2 separate regions of the Xenopus tropicalis genome follow, and region 2 is linked to region 1. The links are chromatin contacts, called in public Hi-C maps. All regions are on one chromosome and are shown on one strand. Each heading gives the region's core, a stretch centred on a gene start, on an enhancer-like site or on the middle of the called end of the contact. The rest is flanking DNA. Distances are from core to core; before and after follow the strand shown.

Evidence for each region. A called contact is a pair of places that touch in the nucleus more often than the background predicts.
Region 2: a contact with region 1 is called in a Hi-C map of neurula embryo, with 2.8 times the contacts expected there. The contact joins two enhancer-like sites. A contact is called at or near these places in 3 of 5 Hi-C or Micro-C datasets (brain, neurula embryo and tailbud embryo).

What each region holds. Positions count from the first base shown.
Region 1 is chr3:19,066,659-19,073,709 of UCB_Xtro_10.0, forward strand. No RefSeq gene overlaps it. Among named protein-coding and RNA genes, the nearest start is that of kcna5, 52 kb to the right of the region's middle. Within about 2 kb of position 3,168, at least 2 of the 11 cell types and tissues checked have an H3K27ac peak or open chromatin away from gene starts, as enhancers often do. A contact at or near this core is called in neurula embryo, where this site is marked.
Region 2 is chr3:19,220,170-19,227,309 of UCB_Xtro_10.0, forward strand. No RefSeq gene overlaps it. Among named protein-coding and RNA genes, the nearest start is that of kcna1, 26 kb to the left of the region's middle. Within about 2 kb of position 2,497, at least 2 of the 11 cell types and tissues checked have an H3K27ac peak or open chromatin away from gene starts, as enhancers often do. A contact at or near this core is called in neurula embryo, where this site is marked.

The DNA of each region.
Region 1 (7,051 bases), core at 1,918-4,417:
GCGCAACAGGCTCGACGCTGCATTTGTCATGTAACCGGTGTTACTAAATAAGGCATTACCCCCAACATGATTTGGATTAGGATTCTCCAGGAAATAATTCAGCTGCTTCAACAGCCCTATGTATTAACAGTAATAAAACCAAGCTCACAAAAGGAAAGTTTTTATCACATTTATTTGAATAAAACTGTGATACAATCTGTTAATAAATAAAACTGTGTCATGTCACCGAAAAAAAAAGAAAAACTCAAATACCTTTAAAAGAGAAATGACACATTCCTACATTATTGTCAGTTAGGACACCCCTGACACTTGCCAGTCACTAGATTTAAATCAAAATATTAGTGTGCCTTGGTTTTATTCTTAATGCAACCACATCTTTTGGACTTTTTCTGATCAAGCACCCATTTCTGGGGCACAACATTTGGCCAACGCCCCCCCCCCTTAACCAATTAGAATGTTGCAGATTTATGTAAACATCACAGTCTCAGCCATTCAGCCATAGTTCCAGGAATATCTAGGACAGCAGATAAGTGTTCACCCCCGAATCTCACTCTGATTAATCATCGTTCTGGAAGTATCTAAGGTCACTCTACCCAAATCTGTAGTACCTTTCTCTCCAGCCAAGGCTCAGGCCCCCTTAATGGGGGACAGACTTTTTGTGATCAAGCACCCCTTTCTGAGGCACAACATTTGGCCAAGGCCCCCCTTAACCTATAAGAAGGTTGCAGATTTATGTAAACATCACAGTCTAAGCCATTCAGCCATAGTTCCACGAATATCTAGTGTTCACCCCTGAATCTCACTCTGATTAACCTTCATTCTGGGAGCATCTAAGGGCACTCTACCCAAATCTGTTGTCTTCTTTCCCCTCCAGCCAAGGCTCAGACCCCCTTAATGGGGCCAGCCCCGCAATTAGGGAACCAGTAACCAATATCATGGCCACTATCTTGTAATGTAATGTAAAATAATGTATCTTCTTCTGGCCTGCTCTCTTCAGTTAAATAGGGAAAGTTAGGTAACGCTTTCAAAGAGTGTATATTGCTTTAAGAATACATCCCAAGAGTGTGCCAATCTCTAGTCAAAAAATATATAGATAAATCATGGTTAAAGGAACAGTATGCCCTCTTTTCAGTATGATGAATAGGGCTTGTGCTGAACATACTTTTTGCCACTCATTTCTTAAGCTTAACATTGCAAACAGGGAAGTTGAAGCTACTCCATGGTCTTTGTGAAGCAGATAATTAGATTACTAGTACATGGATATTCTCCGCCTGCTTACAAAACAGACTCAACAATGAGTGAATAGGTTTTGTTGTATGCTGGTAATGTAATGATCTACCTTGCAAGACCAAACATGGAGGAGCTTCATTTTCCCTCTGTAGGATTTCAAATGATGCAGAAAGAAAAAAACTGTTTTGAAGTCGGGTTTCAGCATATAAAAAAGGTATTTATCCATACTTTTTGAAGGAATAGATTACAGTGATAGGTATATTAGGGATTTCTGTGTTGTGTAGGGCACTTTAACAAATTTTGGTTTGGATGTCGGAATTCCGCTATAATAAACTGTAATAATAATGTAATAAATTGAATTTCCCCTTATTGAAAATCATTTTTCTCCCATTTTTTATACAAAGAAATCATGGGATGTTGGCTGTTAGCCCATTAAATACTGTGTTCTTTATATCTATGTCTCAGACATTTGTGCATCCATTCCTTTTGGTTGAAATTGCTATATCGCCAACAATGGTGACAAGGAGTGTTCCCTGAAAAAGAACAGAGGAATAAAGAATGATAAGAACAATGTTAAAACCAAAGGCAATAATTAAGACAAACTATATCTGGATTGAAAAACAAAGAATATACTGTATATTGCTGTAAATATAGACAAAGCAAACCATATATTGACATCAACCAACACATTATGCCACAGCATTAGGGATGTAGCGAACATCGCCAAAAATGTTCGCGGACCCGTTCGCGGACTTTCGGCAAAACTCGCGAATATTCGCGAACTTTGCGAACCCCATAGACTTCAATGGGAAGGCGAACTTTAAAACCTAGAAAAGCCATTTCTGGCCAGAAAACTGATTTTAAAGTTGTTTAAAGGGTGCCACGACCTGGACAGTGGCATGCAGGAGGGGGATCAAGCAAAAATTTCTCTGAAAAATACTTTGTAAAAAAACCGCCAAAAAAAAAAACGCCAAAAAAAAAACCGCCAAAAAATAACGAAAGAAAAAAAAAAAACGCCCAAAAAAAAACCGCCAAAAAATAACGAAAGAAAAAAAAAAAACGCCAAAAAAAAACGCCAAAAAAACCCGCGGCGAACCCAAAATGGCGAACATCGCCAAAAGTCCGCGAATTTGCGCGAACGCGAACACCCGATGTTCGCGCGAATTAGTTCGCCGGCGAACAGTTCGCTACATCTCTACACAGCATTCAATGGAAAAATGTTGCAATGGAGGAACATGGTGAGGCATAAGTGTTCAGTGTATGCTGAAATGTGGTTAGTGCCTCACATTAACAAAATAAAAAACAGGATGTTGGGAGGATCCAGAGCAAGCAGGGTTCTCATTGGATACTCCACTAGAAAACCATGGACAATCGAAGAGAGGTTATATATGCACAGTACCGATTTAGGATGTTGATGAAATATATCTATGCCTTAACCCAGCAGCTACCAGGCTTTTTCATTTCACCATCTAAGGTCAAACCCTGGTCAGTGGCCCCCTTGGAGGTCCAGCCATGGCTCAGGTCCACCTTAGCCCTTTTAGGTATCTATGAGAGCAAAAGGCCATTCTCCCCAGTTTTCACCATAACTGTCCTTCAGAATGAGCCACCCCCATACCTCCTGCATACCCCACAGTTTCACAATGAGTGCCTCAAGCTTTGCTATGTTGGGAGTTGTAGTCTGCTGTCAATTGGTAACAATACAAAATAAAATTCAGCCAGTTTTACTGTACATTCAGGAACAATAAAGAATTTAAATGGCTGTTAAAGCCCTGCCAAGCTGGGAAGTTACTACTCATCACCTGCCTTTCAGTAGATAAAAACCTCTTTCATACACTGCAGTATTGTTTCCCCCTGGCACAGTCATACTAGACCCCCTAGGGGCCAATGAATACAGAGCCACTATAAACACAGGCATAAATCATTAACTTGTAAGCAGCACAACAGAGACACTACAAATGTAGCTCGTAAATCACACTCCAGCAGGCTTCCCCAGATAACCCTGAGCCACAAATACCTGTATCCTTGGAATGCATGATGCACATTTGCATTTGCGTCTGCTCTGTAAATTCTGCAAATAGTTTAGATTTCTACATGGAACTGGCACTGTATTCACCCTGCCATGTGTTCTGGGATATTATACATGAAACTGGCACTGTATTCACCCTGCCATGTATTCTATGGTAAATATACATGATTCATTTAGTGCCAGTTCCATGTATAACACCCCAGAACATATGGCAGGATAAATACAGTGCCAGTTCCATGTATATTTACCATAGAATACATGGCAGGGTGAATACAGTCCTTATAAAAAAACATAAAAAGTATTTTGGTTTGGGTGTAAATCAGTTTTCACTTTATTGTATAATATGTATTTGGTAGCATGATGTGTTCCTTTTGCAATGCATGCAGCTGCATGCAGAAAAAAAAAAAAATATATATATATATATATACTATATGTACTCTATGGGGCACATTTACTAATCCACGAACGTCCGAAAAGCGTCCGAATGTGCTTTTTTCGTAATGATCGGTATTTTGCGATTTTTTCGTAAATTGTCGCAACATTTTCATACCCATTACGACTTGCTCGTAAATTGTCGCAACTTTTTTGTAGCCATTACGACTTGCTTGTAAATTGTCGCAACTTTTTCGTAGCCATTACTACTTGCTCGTAAAATGTAGCGACTTTTTCGTAGCCGTCGTGCCGAGTACAAAAGTTTCGGATTCATTCAAGCTTCAGTATCGTGACTTTCCTTGGGCCAGGTTGGAGCTGCTGAGTGCCATTGAGTCCTATGGGAGGCTTCCAAAATCATGCAAAGTCGCAAAGGTTTGCCCGCCGTTTACAAGCGCTCAATACGAAAAAGTCGCGACAATATACGAGCAAGTCGTAATGGCTACAAAAAAGTCGCAACAATTTACGAAAAATCGCAAAATGTTCGTTTCCAATCCGATTTTTTCCCATTCGGGATTCGGATTCGTGGATTAGTAAATCAGCCCCTAAATGTACCTTTACACAGCAGGGCACAGTTTACACAAGACTGTCAGCTGCACATACAAGGTAAAATAAATACTGAGCACAGACCTTCCTACAGTGGAGCCAACAATTCCCAGCATTGTGTGGGTCTCGGAAAGCTGAGGTTTCAGCGGTTCAGGGTAGTCATGCAATTCAAGCATATTTTTTAGCAGAAAGCATTGTGAATATGCAAGACACAGCCCCATCAAATACCTATCTGTGTTATCCAACACATTCCCTAGCATATGGTATTTAAAGTAAACAGTAAAAAAAAATCTGTAATTTATGTCCAGTGGATAACAATTAGGTGAGCAGCAATGTGGGTGCTGGGGACAACCTAGTAAGCACGTGCGATCACCCTAGAGCAGGGCTGTCCAACTGGAGGCCGCGGGCCAAATTTGGCCCTTCAAAGAATTTTTATGTCCCTTAGTCTGCTCAAAGGCTCCATAGACTGCACTGTGTGGCATCATCATTTTAATCTAGTCAGGCCCTCTAGCATGATTGGCCCACTACATGTAATAAATTGGACAGTACTGCCCTAGAGAAATCCATTGCTTCATGTAGATACTTAGAGTGCAGGACATCCACAAGTTGGAGGGGATCACAGAAGTACTTTTTGTTGGGGGGTGAGAACATATGATCCTATGTATGTCACAGTGGGTGACACTGGAAGTCTGTGGCAATTAAACAGAAAGTAAATTTAGCACGTCACCTTCCAGCCGAATGGACAGACCTGACTAACATAACCAGTTTAGGCTCTAACAGGCTATAGGGAATAAAAGGCTCATTTAATATTGGTTTGCCAATTTGATTTTTCAGTAGTTTCTGAAATTCTGTTGAAGAATTTGCAGTAGCTTTGCCAACTTTACTATATACCCAATATTTTTACTGCACATCTGCTGTAGTCTTTATTAGTGGTTTATTGTGGGGTAGTGCAATCAGCTAATAGTGTGGAACATGCCTACAGTTTGCTTCGAGTAGATCCTAACCTTATTGCAAATATGAACTTAGCCTTTATCTGAGGATCTATCAGGAATAAACCCACTGAAGCCTGTATTGTGTGCATTGTGTGTATTTCAGGCTGCAATTCCTAGAAAGAAGCAGTTCTGTAGACAGTGGACAGTAGGGGCTGAATATACTCGTGTTGTAAAAGGTGTCTCATGAATATTGGAGGAGGCCGGGTAGCAAGCTGAGATGAATAGATGTTTGACATTTGACACTACAATATAAATATGCGCTCAATGTAAAAAAAATTAGAGCTTTCTGTATTACAGCATTAATTATGCAGTTGGCTGTCTCAGTGCATCATTTATAAAGCCATAAGAAGCCTTGCCAATTATTAAACACTTTCAGATTGCTATGTTATTTATCAAGCCTTTATCCCACATAGGGAAACACTGAGATACTTTGATAATGAGGTGTCGCTCCATAGTTTTTTTTTTGTCTCAGATCTGTTACACCAGGCATGCAACACAAATATTTGTTTAAGAAAACTATATGTATCCTTTTATATAGAGGCATGACAGTTCTGTATACCTTTATTTAGTGATATAAATAATACATGAGTGATACTCAGAGTTTCCTGTATTACTCAGCCTGCAGCCTTGTGCCTTTATATGGTCACAGAACCCCTCAGTGACTGCTAATATCCTTATCATTTACAGTAGGGGGATACATTATCACTTATAATACATGAGTGATACTCACAGTTCCCTGTATAACTCAGTCTGCAGCCTTGTGCCTTTATATCAGTGGTTCTCAACCATCCTAATGCGACAACCCTTTAATAAAGGTCCTCATGTTGTGGTGACCCCCCAACAATAAAATTATTCCTAAGACCATCGGAAATATGTGTTTTCCAATGGTCTTAGGCGACCCCTGTGAAAGGGTCGTTCGACCCCAAAAGGGGTCCCGACCCACAGGTTAAGAGCCTGCTTTATATGGTCATAGAAAAACTCAGTGAATCCTAATATCCTTGTAATTTACAGTAGGAGTTACATTATCCTTTATAATACAGTATAGTTATATTTAAATCTCCCTAGCCCAATACAAAGGTCTTGTGCCTTTGTATTATAAATGTACATAAGAAATTCACTTTCTATTGTGCACTGTAAATATTTCTTCCAAAATTACATTAGTGAGATAATGGGCTTAGAAGGATAGCTACAGAGTCAGGTTGTCCAACCATAAGTACAATATCCAATGAGCCAATGCATCAATGAGGCCCTCCTGTCCATCCAATCATTTTGCCTTTTATGCTTGTACCATCTTCAGTGAAGATCCCCACTTCTGCTTACCTGTTTGAGTGCTCCAGAGTCAGCCATGTGGGGACCGACACTAGATCCAAATATCCTGTTAAAGAAGCAGGAAATTCATCTCGTAAGTTTATATCTGCTCCTTCACAGCTCATCTCTTACCATCCTATGTGAGAAAGACAGGGAACATCGATTAATGCTAGAAATAAGCAAACATTTTCCCTACCCGAAGATTTAGTTTGCTAAACTGTTCTGAAAAGTGTCATGTCCATTTATGAGTTCCACATTCCCTTTTCCACCCCATGCTCCAAATTGGTAGTTTTGGGCTTAAATTTCACAAAAACACTGAAAATACCAATGTTTATTTGATATCTGCTGAATTATTTTCGTGAATTCTCCCTTGTAGTCAATGAGAACCCATAGTGACATCTCCACAGTCATGGCAAATTGGTACCACCTGGACTCCCATGGGATCAGAAAAAGGCTTATACAATATGGGGGCCTGTTCTGAAATGCTCTGGGTAGGAAACAATACCCCTTACATTTTTAC
Region 2 (7,140 bases), core at 1,247-3,746, 150 kb after region 1:
TGCCATCTTGGAGTCAGAAAGGGGAAAAAAGGGGAATTTTTTCCCCTCTGCGGCTGAGAGGCTTTAGAAGGGGGTTTGCCTTCCTCTGGATCAACTAGCAGTTAGGCAGCTTACTATGTTACCGTAAAACAGTAACCCAACTGGGCTAATAGACCACTGAATATAGTGGATTGCATACTTGCAGAGTCCATAAGGTAGACAGATTGCCGTGGTAGGCTGAAAGACCAATCTTGCTTGTGCCATTAATAGCTATTCAAAGCTATTAGTATAGTCCCCATTTCCCCCTTAGTTCCATATTGTGCCATTACCCTTTTTCTTGTAACTCAACCTCCATCAAATTGCCACAATAGGGGTTTTTACACCACAAGTGCACATTCAAGCGCAATAGCCTTGATTTTTTCCCCTGAATCCTTTGTTTTTCCCAGAATTCTAATCTGTGGTTGATAAGTTAAAATTAGCACAACTGTACTTGCACTGCAATGCAAATCAGATACGGTTGCACTGAAAATGTCCTGTTGGATCCGTTTCCAGCATTCTGTGTGCAAGTGACATATGTCCCCTATTCCTACAGTGAACCTGTGCTGCATTGCCATAGGCTGCTGTCAGAAGTGGCAGTGGCACCGAGCGCAATGATATACAAGTGCAAGGAATGCATAATGATGACATTTAATGAATGGGATTTTCCACAACTGCTTGTGTGCTAGCTGTTGTAAATGACCCCTTTTGTCTTTTGGATATCTGGTACCCAAACTGGCCAAGCAACGTACCCTTTTAGAGTTGTTACCTGGTCACATATGTGACTGCTTCATTCCTTTATAGTTCCACGTGTAGCTGGATTAGTGGTCTGAGATATAAACAGTGCCAAACAGAAAAGATGCCATTCAGCCCTGAGAAAATTGGGGTCAATGGTCTTAAACCACTGACAATATCTGTCATATTTGTAATCCAGTAAAATTTAGGAAGGTTTGGTTGAGTCAAGACTCTTTACCTCTTTTTTAAAAGGGATGTAAGCCTCCCATAAAACTCTTTTGTGCCCCCTAGCTCTCCAAAGTAGATCTGTGAAAAAAGGGGATATATCACTTTCTTAACAGTGTAGCTCCCCCTACATGGTGTTGGACTATGACTCCCAGCATTCTGCTCCATGTTACCAAAGGTTTAAGGGGGGTGCTGTAGTACAGCAACCCCAAAGAACTATTCTTAAAGCAGCGCCAAACAATAAAAGATTTTCCTAGTCCTCCAGGCCCAGGGGCTCCACTCATGCAGATGGATCCTCCAATGACAGCTCGATTCCTCTGCTTGGTTTCATACAATTAGTACTAAACACATTGCCCGCCAACCCAGCTGTGCTTTATAAAACAACGTGTCTATAGAAAGTCCTAAGTGGGGTAGTTGGGGAGGCGAGAGGGTTCTGGAGGGCAGCCCAGTTATTACTATGTTTTTTCCCCGTTTTTTTCAAGCAAAATACATAAAGAAATAGAATATCCATTATAGGTAAAAATTGCAGATCAAATATTGTAAAAGAGACCAAGTGCACCAGGACTTGCCTGTGGAAGGGTTAATGAAACACTGTGTATCATATTAAAAATTCAAATACCAATTTATGGATTTAAAAAAAAAACACTGCTGGCTTGACTCAGTACAATGGATGAGTCCATCTGTGGGTTCTTCTCATTTTGGAATGAATAGAGCATAACAATGAAACCACGGCAGCAGAAAGAGGGGGGGGGGGGGAATCAAAGGCTCATACTCCAGGCAGGAGAATAGATTTACTGCAAAAGTGAAATAAAGCAAAAATAAATCAATCAATAAAATAATAATTATTTAAAATGCACACGTTATGTTTTTAACAGGCAAGGTCACATTATTCCTTATGGTCTGTATATTCTCCACCCCATGTATTTTGCACCTTAAGGGTTTTTTTCTTTATATAAATAGCTGCTCAAGTCCTCAGAGAAAAGGCATGGTCTATATATAGTAACAGCGTACGGGAGAGGGGAGGTGTCATGTGATCATCATTGACATCACTTATTGTGGAAGGAAGAGAGGGGTTTCCCAATGAGATGAATGTAATGAGAAATCGATGGTGATAATGTTACATACACCTCTTTATTGCCTGGGGTTCCATATGTCAAATTCAGGTGATTTCAACCTGGTGCAAAAATATAAAGGAAAAATTAGACTATTATAAAGGCAATTTGGAGATTTTGCAAATAACCCCCAAGATTTTTAGTGGTTTTACCCTATTAATGGGTTATGTTAACATTTTTTTTTAAGCGTGGCACCTGCTAATACAGCAGCCATTAATCATGTGGGGAAAATGGCGTAAGTGCCCTTTTAATAGGTCTCCTTTGTTACCGCATTTCACACCTGTGTTCGCACCTTGGGCAACAAACCAAACCAACAGCAGCAACATGAGAAGAGCCCTGCTAACTAAGCAGTATGGGGCCATGTGAGTGTTTCCTTACGACAGCCCTACTTAACCCTCTGGCAGCCGGTTAGCACATAAGAACCTGAGGTGTCCCTAGTGGTGGCTTTGGGTAGGTTCATTGGAATAAGGAGCTCAAGACTCACTGGAGGTCAAGCCAATTTGTACCTCCAATATTGGCTGTACACAGTAAGAGTTGACAAGGTCACCAAACAAGCAAATGCTTCCCCCTTGGGTGCTAATGAGATATCTATCACATTGCAATGAAGGGGATGGGAAAAGATGGAATGAGGACATCAATTAGCTGATGTGGTCCTTGATCCATCGAAAAATAAAGCCTGTCCAATTGACACCTGGCCAATTTTCACCCAGATATTGGTTGGGGAGGCCAGTCGGAGTAGCCCCATAAGCTGCCGGGTCTTAAAGGCCCGAATTGGCAGCTGAAATCTGCCCGTGTATGTCTGTGCTAAGCCCTGCTGGGCTTAGTCTGTTGTTTAGTAGGGGAAGGTTAAGACCCAGCATCAGTATACTCCAGCCTGGTTCTGACCCAGCATCAGTATATTCCAGCCTGGTTCTGACCCAGTATCAGTATATTCCAGCCTGGTTCTGACCCAGTATCAGTATACTTCAGCCTGGTTCTGACCCAGCATCAGTATACTTCAGCCTGGTTCTGACCCAGCATCAATATATTCCAGCCTAGTTCTGACCCAGTGTCAGTATACTCCAGCCTGGTTCTGACCCAGCATCAATATATTCCAGCCTAGTTCTGACCCAGCATCAATATACTCCAGCCTGGTTCTGACCCAGCATCAGTATACTCCAGCCTGGTTCTGACCCAGCATCAGTATATTCCAGCCTGGTTCTGACCCAGCATCAGTATATTCCAGCCTGGTTCTGACCCAGTATCAGTATATTCCAGCCTGGTTCTGACCCAGTATCAGTATATTCCAGCCTGGTTCTGACCCAGTATCAGTATATTCCAGCCTGGTTCTGACCCAGTATCAGTATATTCCAGCCTGGTTCTGACCCAGTATCAGTATATTCCAGCCTGGTTCTGACCCAGTATCAGTATATTCCAGCCTGGTTCTGACCCAGTATCAGTATACTTCAGCCTGGTTCTGACCCAGTATCAGTATACTTCAGCCTGGTTCTGACCCAGTATCAGTATACTTCAGCCTGGTTCTGACCCAGCATCAGTATACTCCAGCCTGGTTCTGACCCAGCATCAGTATTTTTCCGCCTAGTTCTGACCCAGCACAGTATACTCCAGCCTGGTTCTGACCCAGTGTCAGTATACTCCAGCCTGGTTCTGACCCAGCATCAGTATACTCCAGCCTGGTTCTGACCCAGCATCAGTATATTCCAGCCTAGTTCTGACCCAGCATCAGTATACTCCAGCCTGGTTCTGACCCAGTGTCAGTATACTCCAGCCTGGTTCTGACCCAGCATCAGTATACTCCAGCCTGGTTCTGACCCAGCATCAGTATACTCCAGCCTGGTTCTGACCCAGCATCAGTATACTCCAGCCTGGTTCTGACCCAGCATCAGTATACTCCAGCCTGGTTCTGACCCAGCATCAGTATACTCCAGCCTTTGCATTGCAGATGGGATTGGGAAGCTGAGGCAGTGCAAATTGCTTCTGGGGAGCTGAGATCTGCATCATAAATTCCATGACACAAAGGAAAGCCTGCTATACAAACCAGAACGGATTGCTGTGCCTTGGTGTAGGAATGATTACTGCATACATCGTGGGGGCGGCTATTGCATGAGCGTGTTCGTCTAGCGCCAAAGGGAGAGGTGCTTATACACAGCCATGCTGGGCACATGAATGTATGGGTGATTAACTGCCTATAATGTATGTAGAAATGCTAATATCCAGAGAAACACTATACTTTGCATACAATCAGCTATAGCAGGCTTGCTGGGTCACAGCTTGGCCAGGCCCCTCCTTAGCCTATAACATGGCACAGAGATCGGCCTAATAATCCCCTGCTACAGGTCCAGGTATAACCGGGCTGTTGATCTGCTGCTTTCATTCCCATAGTACAGAAACCTTATAATGCAATAAACCCAAAAATAAAGCTGCCCCACTGCACCCCTTGTTCTTTAAACCTGACAAAAAAACATAATTACACATGGAAAATAATTAATCAATGAGAATTCTATTGACCAAAAAAAGTCATAATATATGCAAGTGAGCTGACCAATAAGAATGCTGATTACCAGCACTGTGGCTGCCATCTTGCTCTTCAGTTTCCTATCAGGTTATACTAGTTCCTGTTCTACAGTGAGTGTGCTGAGTGCTACATACTCTACTCCACCACAGCTTGGTAAAGGAGGAAGCAGGAAGTGGAAAGGATAGGTGGAGCTAGCAGGGTTTTGGGAGAAATGTTTAATAAATCATCCTGAAACACAACTTTTTTAGTACATTCCTGCAATATTTAATAATTCTAGCTTTTTACACAATAAAAAGTTTTATTATGAGGGTCCCCTTATGAATCCCTTATGGGTCCCCTTATGAATGTATACATAATTATCATATTTACACTTAAACCTTTAGGAGATAATGAAAAACATAATTACACACAGAAAACAATTTACCAATGAGAATTCTACCTAATACTTCATTATAGATACTAGAGAATTCACCAATGAGAATGCTGATTCCCAGCACTATGTCAGCCATCTTGCATTTATCTTACATACAGAGATTATTGTGCCATTTTGGAGTCATTATATGACACTGGAACCAAACATGGGGAGGAAGGTCAGACTTGTTCAGTGCTTCCAACTAGGGATGCACCGAACACACTTTTTTTGGGTTCGGCTGAACCCCAGAACTCACCCTGAAGGATTTTGTTCGCCCGGGACCATGGATTCGGCCAAAACCGAATCCTTCAAAAAAAGCCTGGATTTGGCCCGAATCCCAAACCGAATCCGGGATTCAGCGCATCCCTACTTCCAACTCCAAATTCAGGAACAAAGAACATGGAACTACAGAGGGCCCATCTGAGCTTAGAGTCTGAAGGGATTGAGGGGGAGCCACATCACTAGAGCGGAATCTCGCTGCACTAGAGCAGCCAAAAGAGCAGAGAAGCTGAGCCTGCGACTTGTGTGCCATCAGCCTGTAGAATACAACCCTGATTTTGTGACGTTACAGTTCCCAGCATGCTTAACCTTCATAATATGCTGGTATTGGCAAGTCCTTTTGAGTAAAGTGCAGTTGAACAGCGGTGTCTAAATCCCCTTTATCCATCTCTGTAGTTGCTGGACTACATTTCCCATTATGCCTCTGCACTTGATAATATGCAAAATGCTGGGTGTTATAGTGTTGCTTGGGTGAAGCAACACTACCATGAAATGTATATGTCTCCTGTGAAGATCTTTTATCAAGAAGAGAGAACCCTTAAAGTGATACTGACACGAATAAACTACTTTTCAAAATATGAATATACATAAAAAAACTACCTATAGGTCGTGTTGACGGTTTCTCGCTGACAGGTTTGCTTTTGTAAGTAATTGTTACTTGAAATTCCTAAACCAACCTGACTGTCCCTTCCCAACCTGTCAGTTATAGCTTCTAATGCTAACAGATGCAAATATTTTTATTGCAAAATTATAAAGTTCTTGCAAAGACAATGTTATGATAGATGTAAAAAAAAGATTTTTTAACACTTGCACCAGGTATGCCATTGCTACAATTACTGCCAGGCTACACAAGGTGGCACTATCAGCTCAGTGAAAGTGGCATTGAAGGAACTTTCGATTGGTACCAACAAGAATGCGGTACATTGTCAGCTGAGGAGGTGCAATAAATAACAGCAGACGTATCTGCGGGCAGAGAGGACCCCCTCCTGCACTGCCCCCACCCCATAAGAATTATGACTCACGTTTAATTTCCCTCTGAGCGTTCTGACTCTCCCATATATTCTGCTGTGTCTGCCATAATTATCTGGCGACTCCTGTGGAACCATTAGGAGTGCTCAGGAGCAATGAGCTGCGCTCAGCCTGATTCGGGTAACATAGACCTTTTCTAGCATTGATCTGCGTTGGGCGAATGTCACGTATCCTTTGCAGCGAATATTTCATTTAAAGGAAACACATTTAAGTGAATGAAGACAGAATAACACTGGCAATAGGGAGGCTCTGAAGCAGGTCTATACCATTGTTACCGGACTACAACTCCCACAATACTTCAACATCCAACTACTATTAAAACATCCTAGGAGCTGCAGCAAATGGTGATGCTGGTGAATTATTTGACAGAATATAAGACCCTTCTGGGGCTCTCCCCAGATTTCCAAAGTAGGCAACCAAACTAAAAACCCCTGTATTTAAGGATTAAGTACCCCCTACTGTAAATTATAAGGATATGAGAAGTCACTGAGGGGATCTGTGACCATATAAACGCACAAGGCTGCAGGCTGAGTTATACAGTATCACTGTATGTGTTATAAAGGATAATGTACCCCCTACTGTAAATGATGAGGATATTAGAAGTCAATGGGGAGGAATAAGGAATAATGTATCCCCACTCGTGCAATATAACCTTATTCAGTACATTTAAGGGTGCAATTACTGTGTCCCAAAGAATTTAAAGAGAAAATGACATGCAGGAGCTTCTCAGTGGCAGTCTATCATTGTGGTCAAATCACTAGGCTGGGTTAATGTGCTTCATATTTTGATGAAATTACTTGTGTATCTAATGCAGTCGC